Regions from separate parts of the Mus musculus genome. Here region 2 is linked to region 1. Evidence: chromatin contacts called from public Hi-C data. All regions are on one chromosome and are shown on one strand. Each heading gives the region's core, a stretch centred on a gene start, on an enhancer-like site or on the middle of the called end of the contact. The rest is flanking DNA. Distances are from core to core; before and after follow the strand shown.

Evidence for each region. Hi-C and Micro-C count contacts between places; a contact is called where the count stands out from the background.
Region 2: a Hi-C map of myocytes shows a contact between it and region 1, with 3 times the contacts expected there. The contact joins the enhancer-like site here to the promoter of Tekt5 in region 1. A contact is called at or near these places in 5 of 39 promoter capture datasets (the SN4741 cell line, cranial neural crest, embryonic stem cells and 2 more), 2 of 15 datasets of contacts at CTCF or cohesin (the NIH/3T3 cell line and embryonic stem cells), 10 of 484 Hi-C or Micro-C datasets (the HL-1 cell line, cerebral cortex, cortical neurons and 6 more), 8 of 115 datasets of contacts at active chromatin or transcription factors (astrocytes, bone marrow-derived macrophages, embryonic stem cells and 3 more) and 2 of 9 other capture datasets (adipose tissue and pancreatic islet).

Annotation. Positions count from the first base shown.
Region 1 is chr16:10,393,652-10,399,099 of GRCm38.p6, reverse strand. It overlaps Tekt5 (tektin 5), which reads left to right and starts at 3,645. Exons shown (of 7, transcript NM_001291001.2): 1 at 3,645-4,247. The coding sequence starts at 3,681.
Region 2 is chr16:10,336,434-10,341,630 of GRCm38.p6, reverse strand. No RefSeq gene overlaps it. Among named protein-coding and RNA genes, the nearest start is that of Gm1600, 7.7 kb to the right of the region's middle. Within about 2 kb of position 3,905, at least 43 of the 459 cell types and tissues checked have an H3K27ac peak or open chromatin away from gene starts, as enhancers often do. A contact at or near this core is called in extraembryonic endoderm stem cells, hippocampal neurons, morula and 1 more, where this site is marked.

The DNA.
Region 1 (5,448 bases), core at 2,396-4,895:
TACCTACTAGGTGCTTCTAGGAAAGGTTCACCAAGACTGAGCTTCAACCATTGCTCCGTCATTCCCCACTCTGCCCAGGTCCTTGGAAATACCTCCACATCAATATTAACTAACCGTTGCAGCCCAGGGCGACAGACAGTTCCACCCTCTGGATGGGTCATCAGCCACACCTCTGGGATCTGCCCCAGCTGCTCTGCCAGGGCCACCATGTGTCTCTGCTGTCTCTGTGCCCCTAATGTCCTCTGAGGCCTGCTGTCGCTCAATGCCCAAGTAAGTGTACAGAGTCTTTGCAGGGCATCTGTTTCGAGATACCTCTCATGAGTGACATCACACTGAGGAGATACCGTGGTGTAAGTCTGCAGACCAGAGCCTACTGCTTTTCTTACCCCACCCCATGGAAAGGACATATTGGAATATGTAACACAGCAGTCCACCCCATGTGGCTAATAAATGCCATTTCTCTACATTCTGGCTGCTCATCTGCACTCCTTATAGGGAACTGAGAAGAAAATCACCATTAAGCCTCAAACGTTGAATGTCCCTGAAAGCCTATGATGAAGGCTTGGTCCCAAGGGTGACACTGCTAAAGATGGTAGAGCCTAAGGAAAGGTATTTAGTGATGGGGGAGGGGCTGTAGTTGAAGAAGAAGGTTACAGCTCCTGCCTCCTCTTTCCTCTCTTTGATTCTCTGCTCATGGTATAGTACTATTCCTCTACCGCATTCTGGCCATGATGTGTGGCCTTCTCAGGGCACAGTTTGTCAGGAACCCAAAGCAGGGGCTACTTAATTACAGACTGTAAGTGACAGAATTATGAGCCAAAATGAACCTTTTGCTGATCCATTAACAGCCTCAGGTATTTTGGAAACGAACTGATACACCTGTGAACCAGAGCCACAGAAAGCCAGGTTTCTCTTTCCCATTCCCAGAGAGGGTAAGGACCGACACAGCAGTACTCTTCCCAGTCAGCACTGTGTTGTTGTTACTCTCAGTGATTAAGGGTGGAGGGAGTTTCTCAGTGCAACAAAATTGTCATAGAATAGGATGAAACACATCCCAGAGAGGTAAGGCTCTCATTCTAGATGTTTGATATTGTACACGGTGCTGGAGGTTTAATTATAAAGAAAAACAAGTGTGGTGTCAGCTTCCTGGAGCTCAAAGTCTTCCCTCTATATTTTAAAATTCAAGCACAATGAAGTATAATTTATGAACAATTTACTTAAAAATTTAAAATTACACACACATTGTGATTGTTTGTATATGCTTGGCCCAGGGAGTGGCACTATTAGAAGGTGTGGCCCTGTTGGAGTAGGTGTGTCACTGTGGGTGTGGGCTTTAAAGACCCTCATCCTAGCTGCCTAGAAGCGAGTACTCTGCTAGCAGCCTTCAGATGAAGATGGAGAACTCTCAGCTCTGCCTGAACCTTGCCTGCCTGGATGCTGCCATGTTTCCACCTTGATGATAATGGACTGAACCTCTGAACCTGTAAGAGAGCCCCAATTAAATGTTTTCCTTATAAGAGTTGTCTTGGTCATGGTGTCTGTTCACAGCAGTAAAACCCTAACTAAAGCATATATGCATATATATATATATAATTTGTGTGTGTGTGTGTGTGTGTGTTGTGTGTGTGTAGGGGGTGCATACATGTGCCACAAAACTTGTGCAGACATCAGAGAACAGCTGGCAGAAGTTATTTCCCTCTTTCTGTCACATGGGTCCTGGGAACTGAACTTGGGTCATCGAGTTTAGTGGCAAGTGTCTATCCATTGAGCCATCTCATTGGCCCTGATTCATTCAGTTTTACTAAAGTGTTCTATGGGGGTTGACAAATATGAATAGCTGGTCAATCTCCTCTACAATCAAAGATACAGAGTATCATAGTTTGGGTTTCCATTGCGGTGAAGAGACACCACGACCAAGGCAACTCCTGGGACAACATTTAATGGGGGCTGGCTTAGAGCTTCAGAGGTCCAGTTCATTGTCGTCATGGTAGGAAACATGTCAGTGTGCAGGCCGACCTCGTGCTGGAAAAGGAGAATCTTGATCTGAAGGCGACCAGGAGAGACTGTCTCCTCCTCACGGGGCAGAGCTTGATCTGAAGGCAACCAGGAGAGACTGTCTCCTTCTCTGGGCAGAGCTTGAGCACTAGGAGCCCTCAAAACCCACTCCCACACTGACACACTTCCTCCACCAAGGCCACACCTATCCTAACAAAGACACATCTGCTAATAGTGTCACTCCCTGTGGGCCACACCTGAGTCTCTGGGGACCAAGCCTACTCAAGCCAGCACACAGAGCACTTCAGTTACCCATTCCATTTCCAGCTTCTCCCCTCCTCCCATTTGTTGTTCCAGGAAGACTGATGAGGAGGCCAGTTTTGCATTCTCAAAACTGCAGGTTGTAAAACTTTCTTGTCTTTGTGGCCCCATTTTACCTGCCTAGAGTGTTGTGGTTCTCCATTGCAACCACTCCACATTTAGGCTTCGTGATCTAACTGCTCATGCTCGATCCAGTCCGACCACACTCTTCCTGCTGGCGTGAACACTACTGCTGAGCACAACTCTGTGCAATGTATGGGCCATTTTAAAATATTTGATGTTTTGACTCAGTCACATGTAGCCTATGATATCCCCAAACTCATGAGCCTTGGGATATAGTTGATAGAATGCTTGCCTAGCATTGCGGAAGCCCTGGGCTTCAAACTTCAGCACAAACAGTGCAGCCAGCGGCAGAGGCCTGTAATCTCATCATTTAGGAGAGTCGAGAAGGAGAATCAGAAGTTCAAGGCTCTTCTCAGCCACATATCAAGTCTGAGGTCAGCTTGGGTACCTGGAGCCGTGTCTCAAAGCAAAACAAAACAAAAACACAGATAGCTGAGGATGGTCTTCTAGTCCCCACCTTCCTGACTCCATCCTGACTCCTGCAGGCATGATCGAACCTTCTGGATATTATCTTGGGAATAAAGAAACAAAGACAGCTAATGTTGGCCCAGCTGATCCCACAGGGTGAGAGGTGTGGACCATATTAGATTTGCTTCGATACCCAGACTGATCAAGCTCTGGAAAGGCAGATTTTGTTGTTCCAGAATGACAGACATCTGCCGTTTCTTTCGACCCCAAACCAGTGGGATTGAAAAATTCCACTCAAAAAAAAAAAAAAAAAAAAGCCACTGGGAGTGGTGGTGCAAGCCTTCAATCCCAGTACTCAGAAGGTGGAGCCAGAGGATTTCTGAGAATTTGAGGCCAGCCTGATCTACAAAGCAAGCTCCATCCAGGACTATGCAGAGAAACCCTGTCTCCAAAAGAAGCCTTCTTTTCTTTTGATTTTGTGTATTTGTGTTTATCTGTGTGCATGGGCTCCTGTGGAGGAATTAGATCTCCTTGAGCCAGAATTACAGGCGGTTGTGATGTGGTTGCTAGGAACTTAGCTCCTTCGGTTGGGCACTATATGCTCCTAGCCACCAAAACCATCTCTTCAGGCCCTAAACACACTTCTCTTTGTTGACTGCATTTTATTTAGATCATAGGGGCTTCAACCACCTGGAGAACCAGGACCTGGCACAAAGACCCTAACCCATGCTTTATGACACCAGCACTAAGTCACAGAGGCCCCGCGGCTCCTAGCTCTTGGGATGCCCTGGCCCCTTGGGTAAAGTTTTCCCCGGTGGGGCTGATGGGGAAAGATGGAATTTCTTGGAACCACTCAGACAGCGAGTTTCTGTGGCCCCAAGAAAGGCTGTGGCTTGCAGGCGCTGCCCCCTGCTGGGCAGGAACCTGTGGTACAGGAGTGCTACCAACCCTTTCACCTGCCCGGATACCGCTACCTGAACGCGTGGAGACCCAGCGTCTTCCACAAGATCGCCACCTCCCAGACAATCCCCGAGGAATGCTCAGGCATCCGGCGGCCGCCCACCATCCTGCCCTCGCTCCGCTCCGCGCTCTTCTGTCGCTACACCCCAAGGGACTGGGACCGCTCCAATGATCTGCAGATCAGGAATGCAGAGGCCTCGCGGCTCTGGGCCAGCCGGCTGACAGGCGACTCGCTGCGGATCATGCAGGATAAGGACCAGCTGATACACCAGATGCAGGAGGGAACCTCCCGGAACTTGGGCCAGAGGCTATCCGACCTCGGTTTCTGGAAGTCCGAGTTGTGCTATGAGCTGGACAGGCTTCTGACGGAGAACAGCAGCATGGACACCCTCAAGAGGCGCTTGGAGTGCGCTGCTGAGGAGGTGAACTGTCCCTTGCAGGTGAGTGGGGGAAGGGAGACACCACTGCACCTGCTGTTACTGAGTCAAGGTGGCAGGCATCTTGCAGATGGGTTGAATTGCGTTGTCGTTCACGGTCAGATTTTTAAGGTGAAAAAGAGTGGAGAAATAGCTCAGGGCTAAGAGCAGTTGTTCTTGCAGAGGACCTGGGTTCGGGTTCCTAGCACCCACATGGCAGCAGCTGACACTAATTTCACTCTAATTTCACGGGTTCGGAAACAATCTTCTAGCCTCCTAGGGCACTGCATGCTTGTATATATATATATATATATATATATATATATATATATATATATATATATGCTTATATAGACATGGAAGCAAGCAAAATACTCATACACACATAACAAAAATAAATAAATTAAATAATAATTACAATCTCAGTCAACTCAGAATAGCCTCAATCAGATGCGAGTTTTCAGATTGGATCAATTTCCTCCTTAGGTGTGCTGGTCAGGGTTCTCTAAAACAAATACAGACCACAGGGGGATTTACTGGATTGGTCTACACAATTCATACTGAGTAGTGACACATGGCCGTCTGAAGGGGCTGAGAACCCTGTAGCTGCTCAGTGCAATTGTCTGGGTGCCTCAGCGTCCCAGTGTGGTGGTGGAGGCCCAGGGGGGCGGGTCCTAAAGAGTTGCAGGCCTTCAGTCCATGTTGGCAGGCTGATTTCTGAAGGGGAGGAGCAGCTGCAATAGGGTAGGTGGTCTCACTGGAAAGGAATGAAGGCAGGCAGGCAAAAGCTGCACTGGTTTTCTCAAAAACCCTTTTCATGTGTAGCTGCTGCCCACTGTGGGTGTGGGGGAAGGTTCCCCTTCTTAGGGAGTTTTCCCATACACCTTCCCAGAGCCTCTCAGTTGACCTCAGAGCCAATCAAGTTGACAGCTAATAACAGTCATCACATAAGGGTTCCATCAAGATACTGTGTACCTGCTTATGCAAGTGTGTACACACATGCTGTGGTCATTAGGACATTGGAGATAACATCTTCTAACAGATACCACAATTGACTTTGTGGGTCTATTTGTGTACAACACATGGAGACGAGAGGTGGACTTCATGTGTCTTCTTCAATTACTCTCCAGCTTATTCTCTGAGGCAGAGTCTCTCACTAAACTAGTAGCTCACTTACTGTCCTCTGGGTATCCTTATCTTTGTCTTCCCAGAACTGAGATTATAG
Region 2 (5,197 bases), core at 2,656-5,155, 58 kb after region 1:
CCTAACAATTATTCTGAAGGCTATTTTTGTGTCAACTCCTTTTTGAGCCCACATTTAATACTTCTAACATGTAGGGTTCACATAATCTCAAAAACAAACAAACAAAAATACACCAGGGGGCATTGGAATGGCCCCATCTTGTGGACGAGGAGACGGTACATAAACATGGCAACTAGGTTTTTAATTTAGACCCTTTTATGTCTAGAGAGCTTTGCTTCAGAGGATCCTGGTCTTCTCGACACCCAACCTTGGTCAAACAGCAGGGTGTGTCCCAGTTAGTTTGGAAAGCTTTTGGCTCTGAGGAAGAAGGCTTGGCTGTCCCAATATGGGATATCAGGCACACAGAGCCATTCATTTGGAATTGCCAAGGACTCTGAGTGCTAAATAAACACCAAGTTTTCAAGTGTCATTCTTTAGATAAAAAGGAAAATAGTTCTATACTTTACTTGCTGTAGTGATAACGCATAGGATATAATGAGTTATAGAAAACATACTAAAATTAATTTAGAATTTTGTTATATAGCCTAGGTTGGCCTTGAACTTGCTGTGTAGCTCAGACTGGCCCTAAGTTCTTGATCATCCAGCCTTAGGCTCCCAAGTGCAGGGATTGAAGACAGCTTACCCATTTGCTTATTTACTGTGACTATTAGAAAATATAAAATGATATTTGTGATGTCACTTTCTTTCTGGGGACATCCCTTTGCCCTATGGCCCTGGAACCTCTGTGTGGAAAATTTCCTAACTACAATCCTGATTGCCTTGAAGTGACATACAGCATGGGAGGAAGGGACAGGTGACTCATCTTCCTTTGCACAGAGTCCAGGTTAGAAAGGCAACACCTACCGTGTCTTTGGCCATTACTTAATAAGAAGGGAACAGGGGTTGGGGCTATGAGCCAGTGCAAGAATGCTTGCCTAGTGTGTGTGAGGCAAGAAGAAAATTAAAAGACAGAAAAGAGGCTCAGCTACTGTAAGAAGTTTCTCCAATCTAAGTGACTGCGGACCAACCCAGTACTGGCATTGTAGAAAATTCTCTGTTCTTGTCTCTTCACACGAAAGGATTCAGTCCAGAGACACAGACAGTTTAAGTTTAAGGAGTTTCTTTAGCAAAGCATTCCGGAGAGACTAGAGTGGGCTGTGCCAGGATGGGGCAGCGGAGTGGGTTCTGTGTTGTGACTCTGCGGATTAGAAAGATTTTTATGAATATTTATTAGGCGAGTGGCATATTCATGAGGTAAAGTCTCTTTCCCTCCCAAATCATGGTGGATGGGAATCACACTTTTAGAGTATTTCTTCCCATGATCCTCTAGGAAAGCTCTCTAGGAAGGTCAAAAAACTGCAAAGTAAATGATACTGTAACGAAGCCGGGGCCTCTGGGGTTACAGACTGTTCCGTAGAGCAGAGCACGTGTGTGGGCAAATGTCCTGGCACCTTAGTTTCTAATGTGGTGGGGACAACTAGTTTGCAGCCTCAAGGGTGTTTAACCACAAAGGGGCATTCTGACCACTGGTAGACAGCTGCCAAGGTGCGGCTGCGGGTTTCCTTACTGTCTCTCAGCCCGCCCCTCTGACGCTCTCTGGGGCCATGATTGATCTCATTGCTGTCTGATATATCTACAAATACATACATATCCACAAAGAGATGTACATAGGAGTATCTATATACTCTAGATGTGTTTGTGGCGTGTGCGTATGCACACATGTTGATGTGTGGATGTTTGCTCAGACATGCATCTGTGGAGGCAAGAAGAGGATACTGTGTGCCTTTCTTTATTACATTTTACTTTTAATGAAGAATTTATGTGCATAAGCATCTGTGTGTATGCATGCTGTCTTAGTCACTGTCCTATTGCTGTGAAGAGAAACCATAACCAAGGCAACTTATAGAAGAAAACATTTAATTGAGGCTTGTTTACAGCTTCATAGGGTTATTATTGTGATGCCTGGGAGCATGGTGGCAGGCAGGCAGGCAGCAGGCAGGCAGGCAGCAGGCGGGCGGGCGGGCAGGCAGGCAGGCAGGCAGGCAGCAGGCAGGCAGGCAGGCAGGCAGGCAGGCAGCAGGCAGGCAGGCAGCAGGCAGCAGGCAGGCAGGCAGGCAGGCAGGCAGGCAGGCAGGCAGCAGGCAGGCAGGCAGGCAGGCAGGCAGGCAGGCAGGCAGCAGGCAGGCAGGCAGGCAGGGTGTTGGAGAAGTAGCTGAGAGCTCCTTCTTGATTTGTAGGCAGCAGACAGAGTTAGAGAGAGGCTGGTGTGGACTTTTGAAACCTCAAAGCCTCAGTGACACACTTCCTCCAATGAGGCCACACCTCCTAATCCTTCCCAAACAGTTCCACTACCTGGGGACCCGGCTTTTAGACATATAAGCCTATGGGAGCCATTCTCATTGAAACCACCACATATGTGTACTATGTGCATGCTTGAGGTCCCGGGAGGCCAGAAGAGAGTGTTGGATCCCTTAAAACCGGAGTCACAGATGGTTGTGAGCCGCCATGTGGATGCTGGAACAGAAGTCAGTGTCTATAAAAACAGCAAGTGACTTCTCTAACCCTTTATTTTAATTTTTCTATTTTTTTACTTTTGAAACAGGTCTCTCACTGAACCTGGAGCTCAATGATTGGCTTGGAGCCCAGAGCCCCTGTCTCCGCCTCTCAGTGCAGAGATTACAGTTGTGTATCACTATACACTATACACTTTTTATACGAATCCGAACTTAGGTCCTCATGCTCGCACAGAGAACACTGCACACTGAGCAATCTCTCCAGATTGCTGTTGTTCTTTGCACTGACATGAGCATGTGGATGCACACCCACAACTATACACCCACTCACATAGCCACACACAGACACACACACCACTGAATTTGAGTAGTGGAGACAAGGACACACATGAGAGATAGCTAGAAATGACACTGACTCCTCTTTGGGGATCGAGTACATACTGCTGTCCCTGCAGATATTTGTGAGTTCAGCAGTCACTGTTACCATAGAGCTGCCTCTGCAACCATGCTCACCAAAAGACAAGCCAGCATGAGCAGTTGGTCTGAGAAATTGAGTTCTGAATTCGTCTACATTATCAAGTATAAGGTCGCATGAGAGTCTCCCAGGGAAAACTCAGACAGAAAGATGCTTCCAAGCTGAGTGGCTACAGTATGGGACATGCTCCTGACTTCTACACACGAGGAAACAAAAGCAAAGAGAGGTTTCGTGATTCCACCAAAGGCAGCACAGTGTAAAAAAGAGGAAAGATCAAACACATAACCTTCCTGCAAAGCCCAGATACCTCGCAGCCTGATGGAAAGAAGGTCGGGGCCCTTGGAGAGTGAGGCAGGGGCTGCAAAACCAGGCAGAGAGGTCGCAGGCCTAGCAATTCCTGCTTCTGCTGTGTATCTAATTATGGGGTTTCAGGGTTCAGAGTAAAACAGGCCTGGATTGGGGTTCTCTCCTGGCAGACACAGAAGGGGGCTAGCAGGTCCATGTGTGATCCGTTCCTCTGGGTAAGCCCTGCATTCTTCACGAGACCCCAGCAGAGCTCTGGATCTGGCTGTCCTCAGATCCAGCTGACACTGACTGCAAACAGGCGTATTCCAAACCTGGAGGAATGGTAACAATGTAAGCCTGAGATGAGGTTGGAGAGTGGGCGGTGCCAGGAGTCTAGCCAAAACCTGCTTGGAGCCTGTACATGTCCTCAGCAAATGTTTTCAGTGCCTACTGTGTGTGGGACACCCTACTGTGCGCAAGACTTGGGCTTGAGGCATTTCTGAATTCTAGCTTCAAAGCCGTGTGGCACTGGGTGGGTTCACTCTTTAAGAAGAAAAGGTGCCTTTGCCCTCCCTTCCTCCACGCCCACTCTCTGCTCTCGTCCTTTTGGGCTCCTTGGGACCTGGGAGGGGTAGGGCCAAACAACCTGAGCTGCTATCTCTTGAATGCTGGGCTGGGACAGTATCACCACCCCGCCCCTGTCATCACTTCATGCCTGGCCTTCTGAGGCCAGCTGTCCCCAGGCTGTCCCCAGGCTGTCCCCAGACTTGGAGCCCTTGACGCTGCCTCTTGCTCTTAGAGTGCATTCCTCTCGGGCTGGAATCTGTACCACGAACAAGACAAACATCTCCAGAGAAGAGTAAGCCAAAGTGGCATGGTGGTGACAGGTGTACCCTTGAGTCAAGCAAATTTCCCGTCCCTCAGTGAGGTGATCCTGAGCAAGAGGAGACCCAGGGCCCAGGTACAGGGTGGGTCTTCAATTCTACCTGCCTCCCCCAAGGGATTCCCAGCCTTGGCACTTTACTATCAGGGGCACAGCCTTTGCCCTGGTGCCGCCCTGCAATCTCTGCTCCAACATTTGGCATGTGGGCAGGCAGCTGTGCTGTGTAGCAGCCAACACTCGTGTACCCATCTGTGACTTTGTCTATCTCTTCGCTGTTCTTCGCTGGCAGCCAAGTAGACCCAGAGAACAAATGCTTCAGAGCCTTCGATGGCAGCTGGGTATGGAGACTCATGCCTGTCTTCCCAGTACTTAGGAATCAGCAGCAGAGGGACTGTGAGTTCCAGGCCCGCCTAGCTACACAATATAATTCTGGCTCAAAGAAAAAGGAAAAGGAAAGAGGAGAGGGAGGGGAAGAGGGAAGGGGAGGAAGAGTCTTTCATTGTGGTCGACTGTGGTAGTAGGACACCTTTGTTGGTATTGGCTGTTGTAGTAAGGAAACTTCGATGGGATTGGCTGTTGTAGTAAGGAACCTTCGATGGGATTGGCTGTTGTAGTAAGGAACCTTCGATGGGATTGGCTGTTGTAGCAAGGAAACTTCGATGGGATTGGCTGTTGTAGTAAGGAACCTTCGATGGGATCGGCTGTTGTAGTAAGGAACCTTCGATGGGATTGGCTGTTGTAGCAAGGAAACTTCGATGGGATTGGCTGTTGTAGTAAGGAACCTTCGATGGGATTGGCTGTTGCACTGGTGGTGCAGGCGCTGAGATTGCTGTTACCTATAGGGAAGTACTACTTCATGAAGACCTGGAATTAAACACCCACAGACGGTCTCTAGCCCTTCCCTACAAATGATCTAACAAACTGCCCTACGGAACTTTCCAACAGGAAGCTGTTTGCAGAGCTGTATGGAGCAGTCTGGGCCACTGGCCTTGCATTTTTTTGTCTCCCAGACCTTGACAAACACTGGGGTTTTAACCAGAGCTCCCCACTAGGGTCATGGTG